Linked DNA regions of Zea mays: region 2 is linked to region 1. The links are chromatin contacts, called in public Hi-C maps. All regions are on one chromosome and are shown on one strand. The core of a region is the stretch at or near the end of the contact, and the rest is flanking DNA. Distances in the headings are between cores, read along the strand shown. Region 1 holds the start of LOC100191167. Region 2 overlaps LOC100194273 (Mitotic checkpoint serine/threonine-protein kinase BUB1).

Evidence for each region. A called contact is a pair of places that touch in the nucleus more often than the background predicts.
Region 2: a Hi-C map of tassel shows a contact between it and region 1, with 7 times the contacts expected there. The contact joins the enhancer-like site here to the promoter of LOC100191167 in region 1. A contact is called at or near these places in 2 of 25 Hi-C or Micro-C datasets (ear and tassel).

What each region holds. Positions count from the first base shown.
Region 1 is chr7:160,536,572-160,540,916 of Zm-B73-REFERENCE-NAM-5.0, reverse strand. LOC100191167 reads left to right here and starts at 2,098. Exons shown (of 5, transcript NM_001136602.1): 1 at 2,098-2,535. The coding sequence starts at 2,497.
Region 2 is chr7:160,992,259-160,996,603 of Zm-B73-REFERENCE-NAM-5.0, reverse strand. It overlaps LOC100194273 (Mitotic checkpoint serine/threonine-protein kinase BUB1), which reads right to left. Exons shown (of 12, transcript NM_001139312.1): 11 at 4,173-4,294; 12 at 3,666-4,079. The coding sequence ends at 3,890. Among protein-coding and RNA genes, the nearest start is that of LOC100194273, 17 kb to the right of the region's middle. Within about 2 kb of position 2,488, at least 17 of the 20 cell types and tissues checked have an H3K27ac peak or open chromatin away from gene starts, as enhancers often do. A contact at or near this core is called in ear and tassel, where this site is marked.

The DNA.
Region 1 (4,345 bases), core at 849-3,348:
AAAATATAATTTCAATTCGCCAAAATGCGACAAACTATTTCGGAACTTTTTGAATTGGTCATAACGGTTAAAACAAAATATAGTTTTCTTGGAACACATCCTAGAAAATTATACAGTACTTACTTATATAATGATGTGCCCGATCCATAATGAATGAATGTGACTATTTTTTATTTTAACTCTTTAAAAAACTATTAGTATTTACAATTCAAGAGGTTTTTTTATCATGGGCTCGTAAAAAATTCCATAGTTTTGGTAGTTGAGATAACTAAGTATACTAATATTTAATATTTCATTCTAAGTGATGTGAAGTAAATAAGATAGTCAAGTCTATATCCAAGGTTTAAGCAAGGTGGTCTACCATGAAATGACGATGATGGCCACATGATGAACAAATGCTTAACATGGAGAAGAAAACACAAAATGCAAAGGCTCAAAACATAGGTATAAGCTAAGGCATTTTGTTTTTACCGATCAAGATAATAATCATACTATATAAGGAGGGCAAGTGAAGATTCAAAACGATTACCTGTATGCCACTAGGCAAGATAATTGATCATGTAAAGATAAAAGAACACATGCATGCCTATTTTGGTATGATGTAGATGATGTCAAAGCAAGATAAACCCATACATTTATATTAGACCTAGTAAAGTTTCATCTTAGACATTGTTGACAAAAGTTAATTAATGGTTGGAAGAAATGGGACTAAGGAATGTCTAGAGTAGGCATTGGATCCTAACTAAGGGGGTGTTTGGTTTGCCCCTGCTAAAATTTAGCCCCTATCACATCGAATGTTTGAACCTCCGTTCGGGGTATTAAATGTAGTCAGATTATAAAACTAATTTCTCAGCCGAAGATTAAAAAGTGAGACGAATCTAGTACAGTTGGTTGGGTCTATATTTCATACTCCTATTTGAAAGTCAAACGCTTGATGTGACCCGGGCTAAACTTTAGTCCACAGAACCAAACACCCCCTAACAAAAGTGTTGGTCTAGAACAGTATCAATTCAACGACTAACCCTAGCACGTGACTAAAGTGATCATCGAATATTGGCGAGCCCATATTGTAGCAAGGGTATTCAATTGAATATCCTTTATTTTTGGCATTTTTAATACAATATATGATTTGTATATACACTATAATATTGTCGAAAACATAAAATAACATTGTTTTATAACTATTAGGCCCCAAATATGTTATGTCAAACAATTAATCCTTTATATGTTGAGTGCAGAGCAATATCATCTTAGTATTCATTCTTTGCTATGTGAGTTATGATCCAGTTTATGTGCTATATATTTTATATACTATGAAACTACTTCTATGTAATACTATAATCGGTTATATACGTGTTAAGACGACTAGACTAGGATTTAGACTGTAAAAAAATTATGCTCCACTAAAATTTTGAATACCCATCTTTCAAATCCTAGGCCTGCCACTATCATCGAACCTTGAACTGTGGTGTAATTGGGCAAGTGAAAGATTTTGAATTTTAATATGAAGTATGGAAAAAAACTAGAAGAATCTTGTAAGGGAACAACGAGCATAAAATAAGCAAAATTATATATCTTTAAGAATAAATTGACAAGATTCAAAATGAAAGAGATTAAGAGAATGAAAGCATTCGTAAAATGTTTCATAGGCTCGACGTCATTAAATGAGCTTAGAAACTTGAGCGATAAAGTAAGTGATAAAGACTTCTCTCGACACATCTTAAGATGCCTCCCACCAAAATTACATACATTGGTAACAATTATTGTGAGAGTTGGATTCAAGACTATAACTCCTAAGCAATCATTCTTTCACGAACAAAAGGTGATAGGAATATATGGAATTGCGCAAAAAGCACAAAGCTCTTGTAGAAACTCATGAGAAACAAAAAGAAGCCCAGTCATAATAAAACTCAGCTCAATCGTCACCGCGGCGACAAACGCAACTCATCACTTGTTGAGGATACGGAACTCCCGATTTCAGACGCCAAATCGAGCACTGCAAACATAAATGAGCCGCTGAGACGTGCCTCCTCAGCCCATCCTGGTCTAGCTTGTCGATCTCTCCTGTGAAACACGGAAAGGGAAGGCTGAAAAAACACGACGCTTTTTCTCCATGGTTTGGTGTGCATTTCCTCTCTCCTGTCCCCACTTGACACATCCATGTCCCAATCTCCCCCAACCTCAGGTCAACCGCCGCTACCCAAGATCCAGTCTCCGTTCTCCCTCTCCTCTCGCTTCATACACACCAGGGCGGCAGCGGCAGCGGCAGGGGCCCGCCATCACCAACCCACCTCCCTTCAATTATAAACCTATAAAATATCATCATTGACCCAAGCTGAGGCGACTAGTGGGTATTGATTTTTGGTGGGGCAGATCAAGGAGGGGGGGAGGGGGTTAACTTCCAAGGAACCAGTTCATTGCTGGTTCTGCTAGCAGGAGGTTGGATTTCAGAGGCAGAAGCTTTCAGCCAGGCGGGCTCAGGGCGCGGGCACATCAATGGCTGGCAAGGAAATCCTCCACAAGGTGAAGGACAAGGTAACCTCAAATGGAAGAGGATGGAGACTGTTGCTTGTTTTGCCCTATGGTTTTCCTTTTCCTTGCTACTAGTATATCTGATTCTCTCTCGTTTTATAGCTGTATGTATACAGCCAGTTAGGGTTATCATCATTGTTCCATAGGTTTCCTTTGGGTTGCAGAGATTTGCGGGGCTGAGAGGACGGGTTATTTGGATTGTTCTGATAAATAGATAAACTCTGGAGACGTGATGTTCCAGTTGGGGACTCACTGGATTCGGACACTTGAAAATCTTGCTAACTGGGCGGCCCTTGATGGGACAATCTTTTGGCGCGTGTTTAGGAATCGAGGGCTGTACACATACCTTACATCGGTTTCACACTTCCACTGCCTGGATGGTTGGATCGATGATAAAAACCATTTCTTGGTAATATTTTGACGTAGAAGGAGCCCCTTTTTTGTGGGTTCAGCAACACCATCTAAATGAGGGAAAATTTGCAATCTGCATGACGTTTATGGATGTGATTTTAGTGGGTCAGCAACCCCTTTTTTGCCCCTATTTTCTCTGTCAAAAGGAAGTTTATTTTAATGGGTGTGATGTTAGAACTGGTGCTCAGTCAAAAGAAGTTTATGGTGTTCTAGCAACCCCATCTTAAAGAAGTTTATCTGAAATAAAATGCAATACAAGTGGGAGTAATAATTTTCTTGTGGTAAAGTTAGAACGCCATAAACTTTCTCAATATTGGAGTTGTAGCGTATGCTTTATCTTTTTGTTAGTGGGCAAGGGCAGTGGTGGATACAGAAAATTTTAGGAGCCCGGGCGATTCTCATTACACAAAATATTTACCTAGAAAGCTTAAATGCTCCCCCTCCCCCTGTGACAAAGAAAATTTTCCCTTTGGCTTCACTGGCGAGAGTCACTGGGCAAAAGGATCCTCATCTGGTTATGGGAATTTTCCTTGTGCTGCTTATGCAACAGAGGAATGAAATCATAAAAGAAACTAACTTCTTTGTAGGAGACAGAGCTTTTCAACCTGTTGCCACAAGAACCTGATAGGAGAGCTCAAACTAATGAAAATTAGTCAATAGCTGCCTTAGGTTTATTTTTTACTTGCTGGAATAAATTAAATATATGTATCTTTGCTTGTTTTTATGGATTTCTTTTTTTCTCGAACTAGTTTGTATCATTGTATGGATGTCTTTGTGTGCTGTGTTCTTTATCCACTATTTTAATCCGGAGGACATGTGTATTGGTTTTGTAGCGGCACACTGTTGTGGACTCTTTCCTAGGGCGCCAGTATACTAGGCGCAACAAGAAGTAGGGAAGGCCCCTGAGCTTATCCCCTCCCTGGGCTTATCCCTTATTCCCTAGTTTATCTCAGTATTGTTGGAGTCGGTTCAGATTAGTCCTGGAGTCTAGCAGATAAGTTCCTTAAGTCTAGGAGATAAGTTGTTAGGCCACCTGAGTTATAAAGGGGCCTTAGTTTGTAACTAGGGTTTCTCATCTAAGAAGTTGATGCCGGCTGGCTCAGCTCTTGGGTCACCCTGGCGAGTTCTTCCCCTCGCCCTGGTGCCCACAGCGGCTGTGTTCATCCCCGGTCTCCCTACCACTTGCGTTCATCCTCCCAATCATCTCTACTCGTGCATTCTTCCTGGTGCACTCCCCCTAAATCCAGCCGATCCCACATAAGCCATATCAATTTGGTATCAGAGCCAAAAGACGCATCGACCACCATGTCCGGCGTCGACGACGATCCTGCCACTCTGACCGATTCTGCCAAACTGGACAGAATTTTGGCGCAGCTCGCCACGCTCAACTCCAGGATGGATT
Region 2 (4,345 bases), core at 1,239-3,738, 460 kb before region 1:
ACTAAAACAAACTTTGTAGATCTTGATAAGTTATAGAATTTTGTATTTGTCAACTTTTTCATTTGAAGTCATCTTGTCAACTAAAACTACGTCTGGTTTTTAAAAAAATTAAAATTCGGATTTTGAAAACAACCTCGAATGGAAAAACCACCAACATAAAAGTTGTAGGTATTAAAAAGTTATGAAACTTTGAAGTTGACAATGTTTTGGTTTGAAATCATCTTGTCATGCAAAACTATGTTTGAATTTTAAAATTTGAAATTTTCAAACTACCTCAGATGGAAACCCCACCAAAATAAAAGTTGTAGGTCTTGAAATATAATGAAACTTTATAATTGACAATTTTTTAAATTGAAATCATCTTATCATAGAAAAATTCGTTAGAAATTTTTAAATTCGAAATTTCAAATTTTGTAAACGGACCCGGATATAGAAACTATTAAAATAGAACTTATAGATATTGAAAATTTATGGAACTTTATAATTGGCAACATTTTCAATTTAATTTGTTTAGTGTCTTAAATAATCAAATTATTTTTTGTTTACTATACTATATGACAGGGGCGAAGCTAGGTAGAAGGCTGCGGATGCATATGCACCTAAAAAATTTACAAAACTAGTGATTTAGACTAAATTTTTACCATATATGCACCATCTATATATTAGTACTATGCACCCTCAAGATATTTGCATCCTACTACTTTGATTCACTCTAGCTTCGCAACTGATATATGAGGAACGAAAACGTGATACAGATACATCAAGCTATATATACAACCGGACTAAAACCTCTAACCCTAACTATATAGTAGGATGTGATACTGTAACCGATTTTCAACAGGTATTATTAGCGCAGATCAGCGGCGGATATTAGCAGAGCGGGTATACACTGCACGACCGAGACCGAGGCCGACCTACCAACTGATCGGTTAACCGTTGCCATCGTGGACGTCGTCGATCCAAACCACCGGCGTGCAGTGCCAGCAGGTAGGTGTCACCAGGTCGATCGCGAGCAGAGCAGGTAGCCTCGGTTCGTCGCTCCACGGCCGGGGGGCCGAGTCGCTGTCCTCCTCGACCTTCAATTTATATCATATACCCGCTAGCTTGTTCAACGTACCCAGCACTGCAGATGCAGAGATATCACTATATATGTCCGATCCACACGCGATGATGTATAGCCCGGCCGCACGCCACGTACTAAACGTTTTAAGTGGCTATCATATCTTATCACAGGCAGCTAGTTGCAGTTGCAGCATAAACACGGCAGTGATCATGAAGCAATTAATAGACGTACTGCTCACTACGTCCTGATTACTGAATCGATACCAAGAGCAATGACTAAAGTGAGTGAAAAGTAAACAGAGTGAGTGTGGATTGCATTGACAGACGACGGCCGCGCGGCGGAGCTGGATGGCGTTCCCTCTCAACTCATGGATCGCATCGCAATATATAATCAGCTATAGCTGGTGCCCTCGCCGGCCGGCACACACCGCCGCAGCAGATATATACAACGAACAGCCGCAACGGCACGTTCCAGTTCTCCGACGCCGGCCGGCCGGCCCACCACATGCAAGCGACTGACTGCATCGCGCTGACAGAGCGCCCGCAGACGGATGGCGTAGGCCCGTCGACTGCCCCAGAAGTCAACGACAGATCGGTCCATGCGGGGGCTATGCATGCATGCAGAGGCAGCCATGCAGAGGCAGAGCTGGTAGGTAGGAAGTAGGATCGCAGGGTAGCAGCGTCGTCGTCAGAGCCATGCATACGGCCGGCGCACGGCACACATAGCTTATATTATAGGAGCCTACGCCATGAACGACGAGCGTTCGATCCGTCGGGCTCGGGGTCCAGCCACGTGACGGCGAGCCACCGACCCAACCCAACCGTTCTGGCAGCAGGGAGGGAGGGGCCTCTCCGCCTCTTCGGTGTTCGCCTCCTGGGTCCGGTCGGTCGACGAGGGCCCGCCCGGCTGGCGGTACGGTGCCGGTCAGTCTCTCTCGCTGATCGGCGCGCTCGAAATCAAGGGAAGCATGGCGGACAGGCTTGCATTCGCAGCTGCATGCTCTGCTGAGCAGCAGCCGCAGCTAGCAGTGCAGAAGAAGAAGAGCTGTACTGTACGTAGGTTGACCTAGCTAGGCCCTGGCACCCCGGCCGCTAGCTGGTGGCCTGGCGGGCCTCTGGCCGCCGCGGCGCCGCTTGTCCCGTCGTTGTCCTGTCGCGGCCGCCGCCCGTACAACGCCGGTTTTACTACGCGGTTATCTTGCCCTGGCGTGGCGACTAGCATGCAGATCGTGCCGGTAGCTATAGATTGCTAGAATCCAAGGCCTAGTTTTTCTTCTCTCTTTCTCTCCCTGGCATCGCAGCAGCAGCTAGCGCGCGTCGTGGTTTCTGTTCCGCCGTACGTGCGAGTGCGACGACGACTGTGCACCTCTGTCTGTGTCGCTAGCTCGCTACAGTCGTCGTCTACAGTTGGGTGTTTGGATGGTAACGGCCGGGGGCATTCAGGTCAAACTCGGTAGGTTGGCAATCTGGTCAGGCCGGGAGGTCGTATCATGCATGCACCGTGTGCTTCTTCTCTCTATCATCTGGACCACTGTCACTCTATAACAGATCGAGAGAGTTTTTGGACTGCTTTAAAAGCCAAGTCAACTCCAACTGTAAAAGCCGGTAACCTTGTCTCCGATATCTATCATGGAATGGAACTTGCTGACGTGCTCCCTTCCCCGCCATTCTGTCAGAGTGAAATTTGGATTGTTTTCAACACAGATCCACACAGGCCATCTCGGCCATGTTTTACCATTCTATGATTATTGTTAGTGACCCACAGGACTGTTTGGTACGGTGTAGCTTCGGGCCTTCACGGCTCTGCAGCTACCGTATCATCTATCTAGCTCAAAAGTTTATCCAATGTCGTAGTGAACTGGATCCCAAAACATCGTTTCACTGGACTCTCCCGTCATTATACAGTTTTTGTACAGTGCGCTATGTATAGTACCATGAAACAGAGACCCTTGAGCCAACGCAGCCATACCCAAGAGCAGTGGCGGAGCGTGCGTCAATGCGCAGGGAGGGGCCAATTCAAAGCTACGTTCCTACAGTGATGACCAACAGTAATGCAGTCGATTTGAACTTTATGGAACATCTTTGTTTTTTCGAGTTCTATGTGGACTGCAAAGAACAAAACATCAGTCCAAACTCATTAGGCTATTCCTAATCTATTGTATATTGTCACAATATCTAAAGTCGTCATATCATATGAAATTATATAAGATACAACTATTCCAATATATGGTACCATAGATTGTTATTTATCCTTTTATAGAATATTGCATGCTAACATATACGAGAGTATGAGATATGGGTCACTTAAATAGTTCAAGGTTCAATGTATATAATCTCATATCCAAATAGTATCTCTCTAGGTCCGTCCAACGCACCCTGACTAGTTCTTCTATCCCACATGCCCGCCTCGGCGCCTGTGCCCTTTAGGTCCCACGCCCAGCGCCCACGCTTTCTCAGCTAATGTCTATGAACCCCAGCACCCATGCAACCAACTACTGCACACCTATCTAACGTCTGACCCGCTCGTACATCTATCATAGCCTAAAAAAAACAGTGCAAAGTGAGCACTCAAACCACGCTTCCTAACATAGAAATTTGGGACTAACCACTAAACCACCACACATTCCATAGTGTATAAAAATAAACAATAATTATATTTAAATAAATATCTTAATACTTATTTTAATGATATATAACAACCCTACCAAATCACGGGTAACTAGCTAGTAAATTACTTAAGGATACATGTGAGTTCGTATTAGCCTAGCCGGAGTTACATTACATGGGGGGCACAGGCACCAGCCGCGTTTCGGCTTTGTCACGCAGCCTAGGACGAGCACAGCGAGGCCTTTTGTTTCGCCAGCAGCTGGTTCAGCTTGCCGACCAGCTGCCGGTTGCTGCACATGTACTGCCGGAATGACGCTCGCAGGCTCTGGAGCGCGGCCACGTCGCTGTCGTTCGAGGGCGGGTTCAGCAGCGTCGAGAAGAGCTTCTGCCACAGATCAACGTTCCAGTACCTGCGATCCAACGACACCCAATTGCTCGCTCAGTTGCTTCGCACTAACACCAACCAGGCACGCACGACTCAAAAGGGAGAGATCGCATTGCACCTTTTAAACGGCTGTTTAGGTTGCCATTCGTAGCCTCCACCAATCCTGGGAACCTTCTTGACGTTCATGCCTGACCCGTGTAGCATCATGTGCACAACGACGCAGAGGCCGTATGTGTCGACCTATAGGCAGAAAATATCAGGGCATTGTACCAGATAACGGCATTTAGACTC